2 separate regions of the Mus musculus genome follow, and region 2 is linked to region 1. A link is a contact called in public HiChIP or PLAC-seq data. All regions are on one chromosome and are shown on one strand. Each heading gives the region's core, a stretch centred on a gene start, on an enhancer-like site or on the middle of the called end of the contact. The rest is flanking DNA. Distances are from core to core; before and after follow the strand shown. Region 1 holds the start of Slc43a2 (solute carrier family 43, member 2). Region 2 holds the start of Sez6 (seizure related gene 6).

Evidence for each region. HiChIP or PLAC-seq counts read pairs in DNA pulled down with a chosen protein or histone mark.
Region 2: an H3K27ac HiChIP or PLAC-seq map of embryonic stem cells shows a contact between it and region 1, with 4 times the contacts expected there. The contact joins the promoter of Sez6 here to the promoter of Slc43a2 in region 1.

The regions. Positions count from the first base shown.
Region 1 is chr11:75,530,522-75,533,610 of GRCm38.p6, forward strand. It overlaps Slc43a2 (solute carrier family 43, member 2), which reads left to right and starts at 1,591. Exons shown (of 14, transcript NM_001199283.1): 1 at 1,591-1,893; 2 at 2,067-2,267. The coding sequence starts at 2,108.
Region 2 is chr11:77,929,317-77,932,405 of GRCm38.p6, forward strand. Sez6 (seizure related gene 6) reads left to right here and starts at 1,523. Exons shown (of 17, transcript NM_021286.4): 1 at 1,523-1,798. The coding sequence starts at 1,744.

The DNA of each region.
Region 1 (3,089 bases), core at 341-2,840:
GGGCACCAGGGGGCGCACTCGAGCTGAGGGAAGCTGAGTCAGGCTGCTGGGGACACCCTTAGCTCTAAAGCAAGCCGGCTCTTGAAGTGTGGAGAATCTGAGGGATACCGAGTGTTTTCTGAGGGGAGGTTAGTGCCTCTCGTCAGGGAGACTCGGACGGACAGCCAAATCTTTCGTGCTGAGGCTCCATTCCACGTCCAAGCAGGTCCTCAGAGCAGCGCAGCTCCGCTGATGATACAGAAAGGACGGAGCTCTTTGGACCCCTAGTGATCTATCGCGCTCTCCAAAGTCAGACTTAGACTAACTAGGTGCTCGGGATTGCTCACAGCATGAAGAAGGGTGGACGAGAAAGTGTGCCAGCCACATGAAAGAGTCGTTTGGGAAAGTGGGAGGGCAGGGCATGCCAAGGTGACCGGCCTGAACACTGACCGGTCTCTGAAGGCACCGAGAAAAGAGGGCGCGGGATGGGGATGGCGACAACTGGAGGACCAGGGGCTCTTAGTCCAAAATCCTGACTACAGACCCTTAAGGGACACCGATTAAAGACCAGGCAGGAGGCACCTGATTCCAGGCAAGGACCCGGTGAGTCGGGAGATCTAGCAGGGATGCGGTAATTATGCCACGACCTGGGTCGGGGTGTTCTGATACCCGTAGACAGCGCCTGGATAGGACAACGGGGGCTAGGCAGCGAGGAGCCCGGACACAAAGCCCAAGGAGCAGGCCGGGAAACAGCACAAAAGGGCGGTAATGGCCTGCGGAGTTGGAGCATCCGGCCCTGGTTCTCTCCGGGCGAGAACGGTGGTCTATACTGCGGGCCGAACCGCACGGTGCTTGGAGCCCAGCTCGCTGTGGACCAAGACTCCCTGAAACGCTGACCCATGAACTTGACAAGGAAGAGGGCAACGAGAAGGGCGTGGGGCGATGCCCGCGGCGGTCACCGGGTCGAGGGGCACTCCAGTTTAACTGGGTAGAGCTGGGCCTGCCCGAGCCGCCCCCCAGCCCCCCCATTCCTCTTGTTTGTCTCCAAGTCCGGCCGGAACCGGCTTCTGCTCGCCGGGGGGCGGGTGGGTAGCTGCTGATTGGCCGACGCCTGTTTCCAGCCCCACTCAGCCAATCAACGGGCGGCAGTGTTTTTCATCTTAGGATAGGAATAAAAGGGCTGGAAATAAAGGGGACAGAAAAGGCGCCGGGCGGGCCCGATACACACTGGTAGGAGCCGGGTGAGCTGGACTCCCAGGATCCGGGTCTCAGACGAGGGTGCGAGAACCTGAAGCCGCTCGCAGGCAGGGGTTGGAGGGAAGGTGCATACTTGTCAGAGGGACGACACCGGGAGGGAGACGTAACGAAAAAGGCCAGGAGGACAGAGGGACGGGATCCGCTTCTATGGAAACGGGCTAATCGCCGGGGTAACAGCCCGACACGGGGGTCGCGCGGTTGGCTCGCGCCGCCGGTTTGAACCGGCTTCGCCTCTCCCATGCGGGGTTCGCGTGGCGGTAGCGCCTAGCGACCTAAACACTAACCAATGGCGCGGCAGTTCCTGTGCGGTCCCGCCAATGAAAGCGCCGTGGGCGGGCCGTTTCGGGGCTCCCTGTGCTGATTTTGTGGTTGAAGGAACAAGCACTAAGGAAGGGTCTCGAGTGCGGGCGGGCGGGAGCCTGTCAGGGTCCCTGGGAGTGGCAGCTCTCAGGTGAGCCTCTGCTCAGGTGACCTTACTACGAGCTGCCTCCCTTTCCGGCCCCCAAAGTGGCTGTTCAGTCTTGCTTGGGATCAGGACCCGCTCCACGTCCTTGAGCATAATTAGCCCTTTTCCAGCTGCCATGCCTCAGTTTACCTCCGAGTGAACTAAGGGAGAAGCCTTTCCTCTTGGCCAGCGGGGCTCCACTGTGGCCTAAGGTAGCGTTACCAGGTAGCTGCGGGTACGGGGTGGCCCAGGTCCCTGACAGGGCTAGGGTTCTTTTCTTTTGCGGCGGGCACCTATAGCCTGGGCTGCAAGGGACTGACAGGCTGTGCGCCAGCGGCTACACGGGTTGGGTAGAGCCACCGCTGAAGCTGAGGTCTGCGCGCAGGTGTCTGCAGAACCGGAGCCCGACCACCGCCACACCGCACCATGGCGCCCACCCTGGCCACTGCCCATCGGCGCCGCTGGTGGATGGCCTGCACCGCTGTGTTGGAAAACCTCCTTTTCTCCGCAGTCCTCCTGGGCTGGGGTTCGCTGCTCATCATGCTCAAGTCCGAGGGCTTTTACTCCTACCTGTGTACGAAGCCAGGTGAGATGGGCGCCTCGGTCGGGGGCAGGTTTCTGGAGTGGGTCTTTGGGAGAGGGCGGTTGGTGGTGAAGATGTAAGCCAGCTATGCCTGCTTGCTGCACAGCGCCTCTAAGTGCCAAAAAGCCCATTTGATCCTCATCCAGCTCTCTGGGTGCGTATCATTATCATCGTCCCTGTTTGTGGATGGAGAAACTGAGGCTGGGACAAGTCTTCCATTTGCCCAAGCTGTAGACTAATAGACTAATAGACTCCTGCGTGCAGTCAGGAACGTTGCTGGCCTTCTGGTCTTCCAGGGCCTGCAGCATTGCTTGCCTTGCAAAAAAAAAAAAAAAAAAAAAAACATGTGTAAGAAAGAGGAACTCTCATAGGCCGGGGTGCAGCAGGAGAGAGGAAGTGGCTTCGCCTCCACCCGAAGGAAGGTTCATCTAGACCTACATGTTTTTAAGTCAGGCCATTATGGAGTCCCCTTAAAGGCTTGCCAAGATAGAATTTCTTGTCTATTTTTGCTGCTTTATGATTCTCCAAAGGCCATTTCCTCTCCTGAACTGTGAGAACATCTCAGTGGCTTTCAAAACATCGTAGGGAGGAAGAGGAAGGGAGACAGTGGTAGAAGGATGCTTAGACTCTCCAGGACAGACTGCAGGCAGGCTGAGGCTGGCCCACACTACCCCCACCCTTCCTTCTGCCACTCCTGTCTTCATACCCTGGTTGCTGTAGGGTCATCAGTGGGGCCGAGTCAGCTGCCATCCTCTCCCCTTCTTAGGCATCCTTGGTAAGAACTGCTTCTTGCCTTTGTCTCTTGTCTCTGCCCCACCCCGTACC
Region 2 (3,089 bases), core at 273-2,772, 2.4 Mb after region 1:
TTGTTTTCCCTTTCCTCCGTCCCTCTCTCCTGGCTTCTCCACATTTCTGATCTTTTCTTCAAAGGCTCCCCTACCTGCCATCCCTTCTGCTACTCTCCTTTCTCTTCCAATTCACCAGACAACTGTCCAAAATCCTCACCCAGCATCTTCCCCAGATAACTCCACATGCCACCTGCTGCCTGGGATTCTTTACAGCAAGCAAGATGGCTCCCCAGAGCCCACAAAAGGATCTACAGAGCATCAAAGGAGCAAAGCTGGAAGACTGTAAGGACCGAAAGACTCTCCTAGGAATGAAACTTAGGGCAGAAGTCACTTGCTTCCAGGATGAGATGGGGGAAGTGCTGTGGACAAATTGTTGGGGTTTGACCCACGTTCACATGGAAAGAACTCAACATTAAGCTGCCCTTTGAGGGCCTCCTTCTTCCTCTACAGATATTAACATCAGCCACGTGGTTGTGTCCTGTTGAGTCCACTGAAATTCAGTAACAAGCCTAACCATGTCCCTTGGGTCTGAATAATAGCCTCTAGTTCTGCACAGCTATGGCTAGCCTGTTATTGGCCCATGGCTTACTGGGGTTCCTCAGGTCACAAAGTCATGGGATCTTATTTTTCTGTGCTATTGACTATTCCAACTACTCTGGGGTTACTGCCCCTTCTTCAAGTTTTCCTCCATCTGAAACAATCAGCTACACCTGGTGGGTTGAAGGTGTAGCTCAGTGGTAGAGCCCCTCCCTATCTATCAAGTATGGAATCATGTGCCAGGTCCTGGTAAAAAAAAAAATGAAAATTTAAAACTAAAACAGTCATAAAGACCCCTGATATTCATGCTTATCCCATTTTCTTCGTCAGTTCCAAGACCGAAGCTGGTATTGGCATAAAAGATCTGTGTTCCTGTGGCTATTCTTGTTCTACAGAGGAAATAGAGGAAGCAAGGTCTGGAACCCCATGGCTACATGGGGACCCAGGGTGCTGCCTTCAGCACCCCACAGCTTGACCCAGGTTGCCCCCTACCAAGTGGAGAATGTCTCCCCAGGACACAAGTGCCACTGGCTTTTAACTATAATATCAGGATAATTAAGCTTTTCTGTGAGCACAGTTTGCTGCTGATGCAGCTGCCTGGAGCCCTGGCATTTATTGAGCGCAAAGTAATAATTTATTGTCCTTTGTACGTTCAAAAGCCGTCTTCATTATCGGCCCAGGATGGAGCTGCCACAAGGGCAGGCGGGCCTCACCAGCTGCCTCACTGATGTGCATCTTTCCAGATCACCCTTGTAGCTGTCAGGTACCAAGGTGGGGTGGAGAGAGAGGTGAGGAGGGGGTGTTCTCTTTAATGGAGAATCCGATTAGAACCTGACACCTTGGTAAGCTACAAACCCGGGAGAGGGTGGCAAGCTTGGCTGGGCGTGGGCAGCTCGGGAAGGCGGGGGCTGTGTGCCACATTAGCAGGGCAGTCCTTTCCCCAGGGCTCGAAAGCCTGTTCTCTTGCCGCTGGGTCTTCTGCGCCTTTGCTTGAGACTTTACGGTAAGCCGCTCCTCCTGCGCCCCCGCCCCCAGCCCCGCGCGGCGATCCCGGGCGCCGACGCCAGGCGCTGGCCGTGGTGCTGATTCTGTCAGGCGCTGGCGGCGGCGGCGGCGGCCCCGCTGCTCTCCCCGGGACCGGCTCTGCCCCCCGCGCCCACGCCTCTCCCAGTCCCCAGTTCCCCTACCGCGGCCCCGACCCGGGGCGCGGCCGCAAGCAGCACCATGCGCCCAGCAGCCCTGCTGCTCCTGCCCTCGCTGCTGGCGCTCCTGGCTCACGGTAAGGGACCCGGGCGTCCGGCCACAGGACGGGGGCGGGCGCGGACTCCCAGGGGTAGGAAAGCAAGACCATCCCGGCGCCTTGCTCCGTGCGTCCTGTTGTTCCTCCCAAGCACCACGTCCCGCCGGCTGCGCTGTCCCCGGCGCCGACCCAGCCGGGCGGGGCGCGGGCTCTACGGGCGGGAAGCCGCCGCGGCTCCCGCCATTCGCGCCCGGCCGAGACCTCGCCTTTAATCATCTCCCCGGATCTAATGGGATTTCTCTGCTGCAATTCATCACGCCACCCCCTCCCCGCACACACGCGCTCTCCCGCGCGCTCCCTCGCTCCACTCCAGGCGTCTAGGGGCGCCCGGGCGCGTTGCGGGGGGGGCGGCAGGTCGCGGGTGCAGAGTCCGGACAGCCCAGCTACCAGCCCGCCGTTCTGCCTACCCCGCTGGTCTCCAAACTTCGCTCGACTTTGCCGCTTATTCTGGGTCCCTCGTATCCTCACTGCAGAGGAACTGGGTCGGGTGGTGGCCGGACCCGGGACTGGGACATCTCTCACCTACCTCTGCCTTGACGCTGTCAAGTCAGGATTGGAACCTAGAACACAATTCTGGGGAAACATATCCGGGGACCCTGAGAGCCCACTGCCCAGCCCCTCGCTCTTCTCTGGGTTGCAGCAACTGAGGTCCTGGGACTGGCTGCCCTCCCTGAAATTCTTTTCTTGCACACAGACACACACATGCACACACGCACATGCACGGAGCGCTGCTTCTCTTCGGCTCTGCCTTCCTGCCGGGTTCTATCGACCTCGGAGCCGCAGACTAGTTAGCGGAACTCACCGTTTGTCCCAGCCCCGGACGCCGAGTCAAGTCCTAACTTCATTGATCTCGGTCAAGAAACGCTTGGCCTCGGAGTTAGCACCAAGGGAGTTTGGAGGAAAGATGAATGGGAAGCAGGAAGGGTCTGAAGCAAGTGGTCTCGGGAGTCTTCAAATGCTTAGGTCATTCTCCGCTTTTACTAATCGCCTGCTGGGGTCCGCGAAACTGCACTTTTGACTTGGGACTCAAAGTCCCTCGCCATATGGTTATGGTTCCTAGCGTCTGCTGTCAAGGAGGGAGGGAGGGAGATTTGTAACCTTCGGGCTCCATCCTCGAAGGCCGGAGAGTTTGGAGGTCAGAACAGCCAGACCAGGGCTGCTCGGGGCTGGGCTAGTACCAAGCCGCTCTTTTCCCGTCCCGGGGGATGGAGAGGGAGAACATCTTTGAATCTCTAGCTCTACCCACAAGTAGACCACATCTTTGCCCAGC